Regions from separate parts of the Sus scrofa genome. Here regions 2 and 3 are each linked to region 1. A link is a contact called in public Hi-C data. All regions are on one chromosome and are shown on one strand. The core of a region is the stretch at or near the end of the contact, and the rest is flanking DNA. Distances in the headings are between cores, read along the strand shown.

Evidence for each region. Hi-C and Micro-C count contacts between places; a contact is called where the count stands out from the background.
Region 2: a Hi-C map of skeletal muscle shows a contact between it and region 1, with 4 times the contacts expected there. The contact joins the enhancer-like site here to the promoter of NFIL3 in region 1. A contact is called at or near these places in 1 of 5 promoter capture datasets (liver), 5 of 47 Hi-C or Micro-C datasets (heart right ventricle, liver, psoas muscle and 2 more) and 1 of 2 datasets of contacts at active chromatin or transcription factors (skeletal muscle).
Region 3: a contact with region 1 is called in a Hi-C map of embryonic fibroblasts, with 3 times the contacts expected there. The contact joins the enhancer-like site here to the promoter of NFIL3 in region 1. A contact is called at or near these places in 4 of 47 Hi-C or Micro-C datasets (embryonic fibroblasts, fibroblasts and mesenchymal stem cells) and 2 of 2 datasets of contacts at active chromatin or transcription factors (alveolar macrophages and skeletal muscle).

The regions. Positions count from the first base shown.
Region 1 is chr14:2,602,394-2,605,097 of Sscrofa11.1, forward strand. It overlaps NFIL3 (nuclear factor interleukin-3-regulated protein), which reads right to left and starts at 1,381. Exons shown (of 2, transcript XM_001928870.6): 1 at 1,249-1,381.
Region 2 is chr14:2,486,275-2,488,978 of Sscrofa11.1, forward strand. All of the region lies in intron 4 of AUH (methylglutaconyl-CoA hydratase, mitochondrial), which reads right to left. Among named protein-coding and RNA genes, the nearest start is that of AUH, 59 kb to the right of the region's middle. Within about 2 kb of position 1,342, at least 18 of the 83 cell types and tissues checked have an H3K27ac peak or open chromatin away from gene starts, as enhancers often do. A contact at or near this core is called in skeletal muscle, where this site is marked.
Region 3 is chr14:2,680,465-2,683,168 of Sscrofa11.1, forward strand. No RefSeq gene overlaps it. Among named protein-coding and RNA genes, the nearest start is that of NFIL3, 78 kb to the left of the region's middle. Within about 2 kb of position 1,392, at least 15 of the 83 cell types and tissues checked have an H3K27ac peak or open chromatin away from gene starts, as enhancers often do. A contact at or near this core is called in embryonic fibroblasts and skeletal muscle, where this site is marked.

The sequences.
Region 1 (2,704 bases), core at 131-2,630:
CGAGCGCTGGTAAAACACGCTGACGACAAACAGGGTGGAAAACGTCTGTGCAGACTCAGCCCCGGACACAAACAAACGCAGCGCAGGCATTCTCCGAATGCCGTCACCGTTCACGCTACCAATGCTCTTTCTCAACGAGAAAATCAAGACTATTGCCCATTAGTCAGCCCCCCTCCTCTCCTCCGCCGCCAGCCCCGCAGAAGGCACGAGAAAGGAAAGAGCGCTGCCCTTCCCCAGGAGATGGCTCAGTCTCCCCGGCGCTCTTCTCTACCAAAACATCAATTTTCCTGAAATCAGGAGACATTATGCAACAGTGGCGGGGGGAGCGCAAGCCAGCTCGGACTACGTGCCGGCGCGAGGGCGCTGCAATCAAAGCAGCCACCTTAAGGTGGCGAGTCCCCTCCTGACAAGGCAGCAAAAGTTTATGTAATGAATGCCCCGCGCACACTCGCAGCCGCCGGCCAGTCCCGCGCACAGCCCGGCCCCGCGCGCAGCCCGGTCCGCGCCCAGTGCCCGCCGGCCGCGCGCCCCAGGAGCGGGCGGGGAACGGGGCACCGGGCCCGGGCAGGCGGTGGGCGGAGCGCTTACCGTGTTCCTGCTCTCGGGCCGGCGAGCCGGGGCGACAGGGAGAAAGAGCAGGGAGTCGGGAGCCGAGCTGGAGGCGCTCAGGGATCCGGGTCCGGCCAGGCCTCCGGGACGGCAGGAGCGGCGAGGGCGCGGCGCGGGAGGCGGGCGGCGCGCCGGGTCCGCGGGCGCCGTGGCCGCGCCGGGAGATGTGTGTTAGTAGGTCAGTTCCGAGCGCGGCGCTACGTCGCCGCCCGCCAGCCTAGCCGTGACGGGCGGCCGCGGCCCCAATCGCTGTGCCCGCACCCGCCCCCAGCCCACCGCCAATGGCCGCAGCCGGCGGGGGCGGGCTCTCACAGGCCCCGCCCCCGCCCGCGCCCCCTCCCGGCAGCGCCACCAGCAAGCAGCCCGCGTCCCTTCCCGGCCGCGGCTACTGCCACCGCCCGAGCGCCTGGAGGACCCGCGCCCAGCGCCTCGCGCCCCGCTTCAGGGCTGCACAACGGCCAGCGTGGCCACCTCGACCGGGGCAAGCCTGAGGAGGGGCCCGAGACCCCCTACCTTGCCGTCCCTCTCCCCTCACCGTTGCCTTCACCCTCTCGGTCACCGAGGTACCTAAGCCCAGCGACCCTCGCTCACTCGCAGAGGCGCGTTTTGTTTCCCCGAGCGCTCAGCGAGCCAGGCTACCTGTTGCCGACCGAGTACCAGGCGGAGGGCTGGAGGCTGCCTCGACCCGGGCGTGGCAGGGACCTCCGCCTTCCCCTCTCTAAACGCCGAGAGGACCCCTCCTCCTGGGGGTGGGCGAGAGAGGAGGCCGAGGGTGAGCGCAGGCGAGCGGCCAGAACTCAGGGCCGGCCGCAGAGGGGAGGGAGGCGGGTGGCGGTTCCGAGCCCCGCGGTGCTGCGTTGGCAGCGATTACAATGCCCCGCGCGTCTCCCTTGGGAGCGCGACGGCCGGGAGCGCGGGGGGTGGGGTGGGGGGAGAAAGCGCAACGCACGAACACCGCCCCCTACACAATTAGGGCGAAGATGACGGCTGCAAAGTTGTTGCGTAACACGACTGGGAAACGAAGCTGGCCAAGGTCCATCTGCCCCCTCCCCCGGCCATGCCGAGAGTGGCCGCCCGGAGTGCGGGTCCGCGGGCCGGGTGCGCCCATCCTGTACGCTCGCTGGTGTTTGCTGCTGGCGCTTGAGACAGAGGTTCAGAGTCTCTTGATCTTGAAGTAGAAGCAAGTCGGTCATTTCTGCCTCTAATTGGATGCAATTGTCTTCTTCCCAAATTCCCGGGCTACGTAACAGACGTAAAGAAATGGGGGAAAGGGCACCTCCCGGCGAGTCAGGTCATTGAGCTAAAGACTGTAAAGGCACGTGGCACACACACGGCGCATTTCCTGATAGATAGATAAATCGATAAAAGCGGCAGCGCCTGCCTTTTACGAAGGGAGCCATATTCTTGATAGTGACGCACAGATTGCCCAAATAGGGAATGTGGCAGGTGCGGAAAGACCTCCTGCTCTGCTTGGACTGTGTGGAAGCTGGGCTGAATGCCTTGCATGACTTTCCACTTCTTTTTCTTATGATAAAATATTCTTTAAAAAAGTTGAACTAAACACCAAAATATAGAGTGAACACCTTCCTTTCTCCCAGCTACCCTCACCGAGGTCTATCATCAATAGAAAATCTGCTTGCTAAGTTTGTCTCTTCTATCTTCCTCAGTCTCTTACTGAGGAATTGTAAGTACCCCCAAATGGATGCTTAAACATTCTTATCACATATTAGGTTTTGGAAAGCTTCACGTTTCAAACTATTCTCCAAGGACAATGCTGCTGTTCAGAACACACACATGTTCACGATTCACCTGGTAAGGTGTAGATTTACCAACAAGGCTCTGACAATATAGACCTGCAATATGGGTTTTAGCATCTTCCCCAAATGCACCTTTCCAAGTGCTCACCAATTCAAGAAGCACATCTGTGTGTGGCTTCTGAGTCAGTCACCTGTATTAGATATTTATTCCAAAGAACTGACTCCATTGATGAAAATGAATCCTGATTTTGGTTTATATTCTCCACTTTTCTCACTTGCAATAATACATTTCCTCCTCATCCTCAGTCCTCACAATGCCCATTATAGCTTTGAAAAAC
Region 2 (2,704 bases), core at 92-2,591, 120 kb before region 1:
CAGGGATAATGCAAAACTCATGATCTTTTCATGGGTTGCCCCTGGTGCTTAGAATGATAGAGCCTCATTCAAAAAAGTAATATGGGAGTTCCTGCCGTGGCTCAGTGGAAACGAATCTGACTAGCATCCATGAGGACACAGGTTTGATCCCTGGTCTCGCTCAGCGGGTTAAGGACCCAACGTTGCCGTGAGCTGTGGTGAAGATCACAGGCACGGCTTAGATCTGGCGTTGCTATGGCTGTGGCATAGGCTGGCAGCTATAGCTCTGATTGGACCCCTAGCCTGGGAACCTCCATATGCTGTGGGTGCAGCCCAAAAATTAAAAAAAGGGAAAAAAATACATCTACTCGAAAAAGGACAGAAGCTGTCCAAGCAGTTGCTAGGGCATCAACCCACTAGTAGTTTTATTATTTGGTGATGAGTATGATGAACAGCAGCCCTATCAAATACCACACACTTCAGATGGAAGAGACTCTCAGAAGGCTTTGAGAACCCGTATGGCTTAGCTGATCTTAAAAATCAAAACCAGACTTCTCTCAGTCCAGAAACAGATTATTATTTTAATGAGACTTTTATAAATTATAATATACAGATTTCATTTTCTATCTCTGGTTCAAAAACTGGTTAACTATCCTATGAAGGAGAATCATTTCTATTAATTTTATTTCTGACTTTGGAAATGTAAAGTTAGGTGGCCATCCTTAATATATATATATAGAATGTAGACATTAAAAAGGTACCATCTTACCACAAAAAAGAAATAATAAGTGTGTGACATGATGGAGGTATTTGCTAATGCTACAGTGCTAGTTATATTATGATATGTAAACAAATCAATACATACAACTTAAATTTACACAGGTTATGTCAATTATATATCAATTTAAAATAAATACATAAAGTAAAAATGAATAAATAAAAATAAAATAAAAAGATATCATCCCTAGAAATCTCTTCTCTCTCTTCCATAGGTATTCCGATAACATGAAATTCCTCAGAGATCTATTCATATCTGTTGAAGTGCTCTGAGTTTTATTCATACATGAAAGAATTTATCAAACTCGTCCTAATTTTCCCTAAAAGATGTTTTTCTTAGTAAGTTTTTTTCAAGAAAATATGAGTCATCTCAAAGTACATGCTAGTTTCATAGTTATCTAATGTGCTTGTTTTTACATATGGTATTTCTTCTACCTGAGAGCATTTAATAATCTTAGAGGAAACTCAATAAAGCACTCCTTTAGAAAAGCAGAGTATCAGTTTCAGAGAACTGAGAACTATCAAAATGGCAGGTACATCAGAGTGTGACTGAATGAACAGAAACCGCCAGGAGCAATGGCTATTCCCAACAGCATTAGGAAGAAATTATGACTCAACGTGTTACGCAACCAACAGGATCAGATACTATTTTGAGTTCAGTACCAGGAAATGAGCCAGGTATGACAAAGAAGATAATAATCCTTTGAATGCTCCTAAAAATATAATAAAAGCAAACAATTAAAGTTTCGCTATTTTAGGAGAAAAATAAATGATCTGCAAGGGAAGGTCCAGTCTCCTCCAGAGTCTGCAGGACACCCTCTGCAAACATAACTGGAGTCAGAAGGCCGAGAAGGTGGGGGAAAACAAGTGAGGGGCTCCTTTCAGCTCTGAGATAAATACAATGCACGATGTGGGTTTTCAGATGTTTCTAGAAAAACAGCAACAATGCGAATACTAAGGGAAAATGCTCGTGTGAGTCATGGAGTTTTAAATTTGATTTTGCTGCAAAGTAGTGTTCTTATAGAAAACAGAGAAATCACATCTTTCAAGAGAAATGCCCATCTAGTAATATCAGAAGTCTGACTTTACTGAAATCATTTGAGGAGAACAGAAATAAAATCGAAGTTTAACAGGAAGTAATAATAAATTCCAAATTATCCCTATTTCAGCTCAAACTTTACCTTCAGGTTAATGTATTCTCTCCCACGGCCATCATCGAGTTTCAAAGCAAGCACCAAAAAGAAAAATAAAATCAACCACTCCTCCCCAAAGCCTGCATGCTTGCCATGCCTCAGCTCTCTGGAGGCCTGGCCAGGGCCGCTGAGAAAGGAGCAGGCCTGGACACAAACAGACACATTCACCTTAGGGGGGAGGGGACGGAGGGAGCCCTGTAAATGGGAGCTACCTTTCCCAGGAGTCAGAAGAGTGACCACTGTGCATTCTGAGAAAAGCTGCTTGACTTTTCTAAGCCTACCACTTAGCCGCCTGCGCCTTATTTTTTTTTCTTAATAGCTGCACCCATGGCATATGTAAATTCCCAGGCCAGGGGTTGAATCTGAGCTGCAGCTGCTACCTAAGCCACAGGTGCAGCCATGCTGACCCCTTTAATCCACTACACCAGGCTGGGGATCAAACCTACACCTCTGCAGCAACCTGAGCCACACTGCAGTCAGATTCTTAACCCACTGTGTCACAGCAGGAACTCCCCACCTTCCTTCTTATCCTTCTATATACTACCTATGCATCTAGCAAAATATGAGAGAGTTTGCTTATTACATGTGGCCACTGTCCTAAGCACCTTCAAAATATTATTCAAATCTCCTACCAGCTTTATGACATCAGAACTCTTACTGGGTCAAGGAGTTGCTGTTACTTGCCCAGTACAGCCACAATTCAAGCACAGGTGGTCTGGAGCCAGGCTCTCTCGTACCCATTATTACTCATCATC
Region 3 (2,704 bases), core at 142-2,641, 78 kb after region 1:
ATTACAACATCAGAAGGGAAGGAGGTTTGCAGGAAAGTTTGATGTAGCCTTAAATTAAGCAGGAGATTTCTCTAGGGCTGACAGTGCTGATTTGTTATGATTCCATAGGTTACTTTGCTTTTATTTTCCTTCTCACTTCTTTTTTCTTTTCTTGGTTTTTTTCTTCTTCTTCTTCTTCTTCTTCTTCTTCTTCTTTTTAGGGCCACACCCGGGGCATATGGAGGTTCTCAGGCTAGGGATCAAATCAGAGCTAATGAGCTGCATCTATGACCTACACCACAAACGACAGCAACGTCAGATCCTTAGCCCACTGAGCGAGGCCAGGGATCAAACCCAAGTCCATCGTGGATACTAGTTGGATTTGTTTCCACTGAACCATGACGGGAAATCCTCTAAGTGCTACATTTTAATAGAGCATCAAAGAGAAAAAGAACTGTCTTAAAATAATCATGATAGTAAGTTGGCAGAGTAATAGGAATAGAAATATTTGGATACTACTTTTTTCCCATTTTAATTCATTTTAGTACACTTTAAAGTAATTGGATAGACATTAATGGATAACTTCATAATGTTTGTGTTTGTGTGTGCTGGAAAATGCTTTTAATAGATGATACATTTAAATAAGCAATGCTAAGCATCATCTAGTATAACCTAATTACTGGCTTTTTGCATCAGAAAAAAAAAAAAAAAACCCTAGTAAATGTAGAGAAATTCAAGATGTTTTCTCAGTTCCCAGAACATAATTTTCTATCATGGGAATTATTTTGACAGTATTAGCAAATGGGAGCTTTTTTCCCTCTTGCTTTTGGACATGAAACCGGACCTTTTGGCCCTTCTACAAGTGATTATTAATCTTTCCAGATTTCCACTATTTAAAAAGCTCTATAAAGAAGTTCTGTGGAACACAACACTGTAACCGAACCCAGTTTGAAGACAGATGACTAATTTCCGAAACTATTTCTGGATTTTCCCTCTTACTACTTGTAGCCTCAAACAGCTCCCACAGAAAATTTCACTGTGAAGTTCTCTTCCCTCCCGTCCCAGCCCCCTCTTCCCTTGAGAGGTAGAAAGTGGAAGGTTAATAATGGAATTTTTAAAAAATGATTCCACTGGGCCCGGCCTGCTATTCACTAGCAAGGAATGTGGTTGTGCTTATATGGCCGAGGTTAGTCTAAAAGAATTTTCATAAACCACCAATCGCATTACATCAATGCATCATCTGAAATCCCATGGTGATTTTCCTAAACATAACTAGCTCACTGGCTTCACACATATTATCTCTTCTTGTCATTGCAAAAAATTCTCTAAATGTTTATATTCTTACAGGGCTGTGCTAAAATGGCCAGTTAGCTAATGTGGAACCTTAAGGGGAAAGTATTGCATAACCCACCAAGAAATAAGGCTGGGATGGAAATATAGCCATCAAGCTCAACTGTCAGAATATCATGCCTCCCTAAAACCTGCATCCAATACAAGGCATCTCATTAACTCCTTTGTCTCTCTTTCTCTATGATTGGGGCAGGATGGGTGGGGAAGACTTTGGTATGGAAAGGGCAGGGGTTGGAAACGACAGGTCGCAGTAGAGGGACTTGGAGAGACCCATTTCTCTTTCCAAAACACCGTGTGACAAAACTGCCCTCCACCCCCAGCCCTGGCCTCTCTTCTAAGTTCCAGATGCAAACATCCAGCTGCTTCCAGGGCATCGCCACAGGGGTCTCCCTCGGGCACTTTACGAGGGCTTGGCTCTGCCCTGGGCTACAGGTCACCAGCCAGAACCCCTGAGGACCACCCCGTTTGTCGCCACGCTGTCCCCTTAGCACAGGGCCCAGGGGTGGACATGTGAGGTCGCCAGTCTGCCCATTATAGCGGGACTCGCAGTGCCCCAACCATCACCACAGAAGCTGAACAAGGGATCCGACCTGAGGATGGAGGAGAAAGGCAGTAATTACACAGAGGATGATATGCTTGGGAGAAGCATTTAACTCTGAGTGCTAAAAGGACTATCTGAGCATCCAGGGGGAAAGTCTAAAAACCCCAAACACCAGAGTTCCCTTTGTGGCTCAACGGTTAACAAGCCCAACTAGTATCCATGAGGATGTGGATTCGATCCCTGGCCTTGCTCAGTGGGTTCAGGATCCGGTATTGCTGTGAGCAGACGTGGCTCGGATCTCGAGTGGCTGTGGTGGTGGTGGAGGCGGGTGGCTACAGCTCCGATTGGACCCCTAGCCTGGGAACCTCCATATGCTGCGGGTGCAGGTTTCAAAAGACAAAAAAAAAAAAAAAAAAAAAAAAAAAAAAAAAAAAAACCCAGAAAAACAAAAAACAAAAACCCCAAACTCCTCCCCATGGTGCTTTGCATGCACAGCGCAAAGCCTTTTCCCTGCCCACTTCGAGCTGCAAAGGTGTGACTCCCAGCATCTCAGGGAAGCCCACCCGGACTGCTCTTCCTGTTACTGCCTCTCCAGCCCCCTCCAGGGTCTGAGTTCTGGCCACTCTGTGTTCCTTGTTGTTTCTCCAAATGCTGCAAGCTGTTCTATCCTCCCTGCCATCATGCTTATTATTTTTCTTGGACTTCCTTCATCTTTTAGCTACTCTGTCTGACTTCTTCCAAATCCCTCTAGTCCTTGTCTTAAGCATCCCCTTCCCTGAAACCTCAGCTGAGTTAGAGGAATAGCAGTATCAGTAAGGGTGCTGCACTGGACCC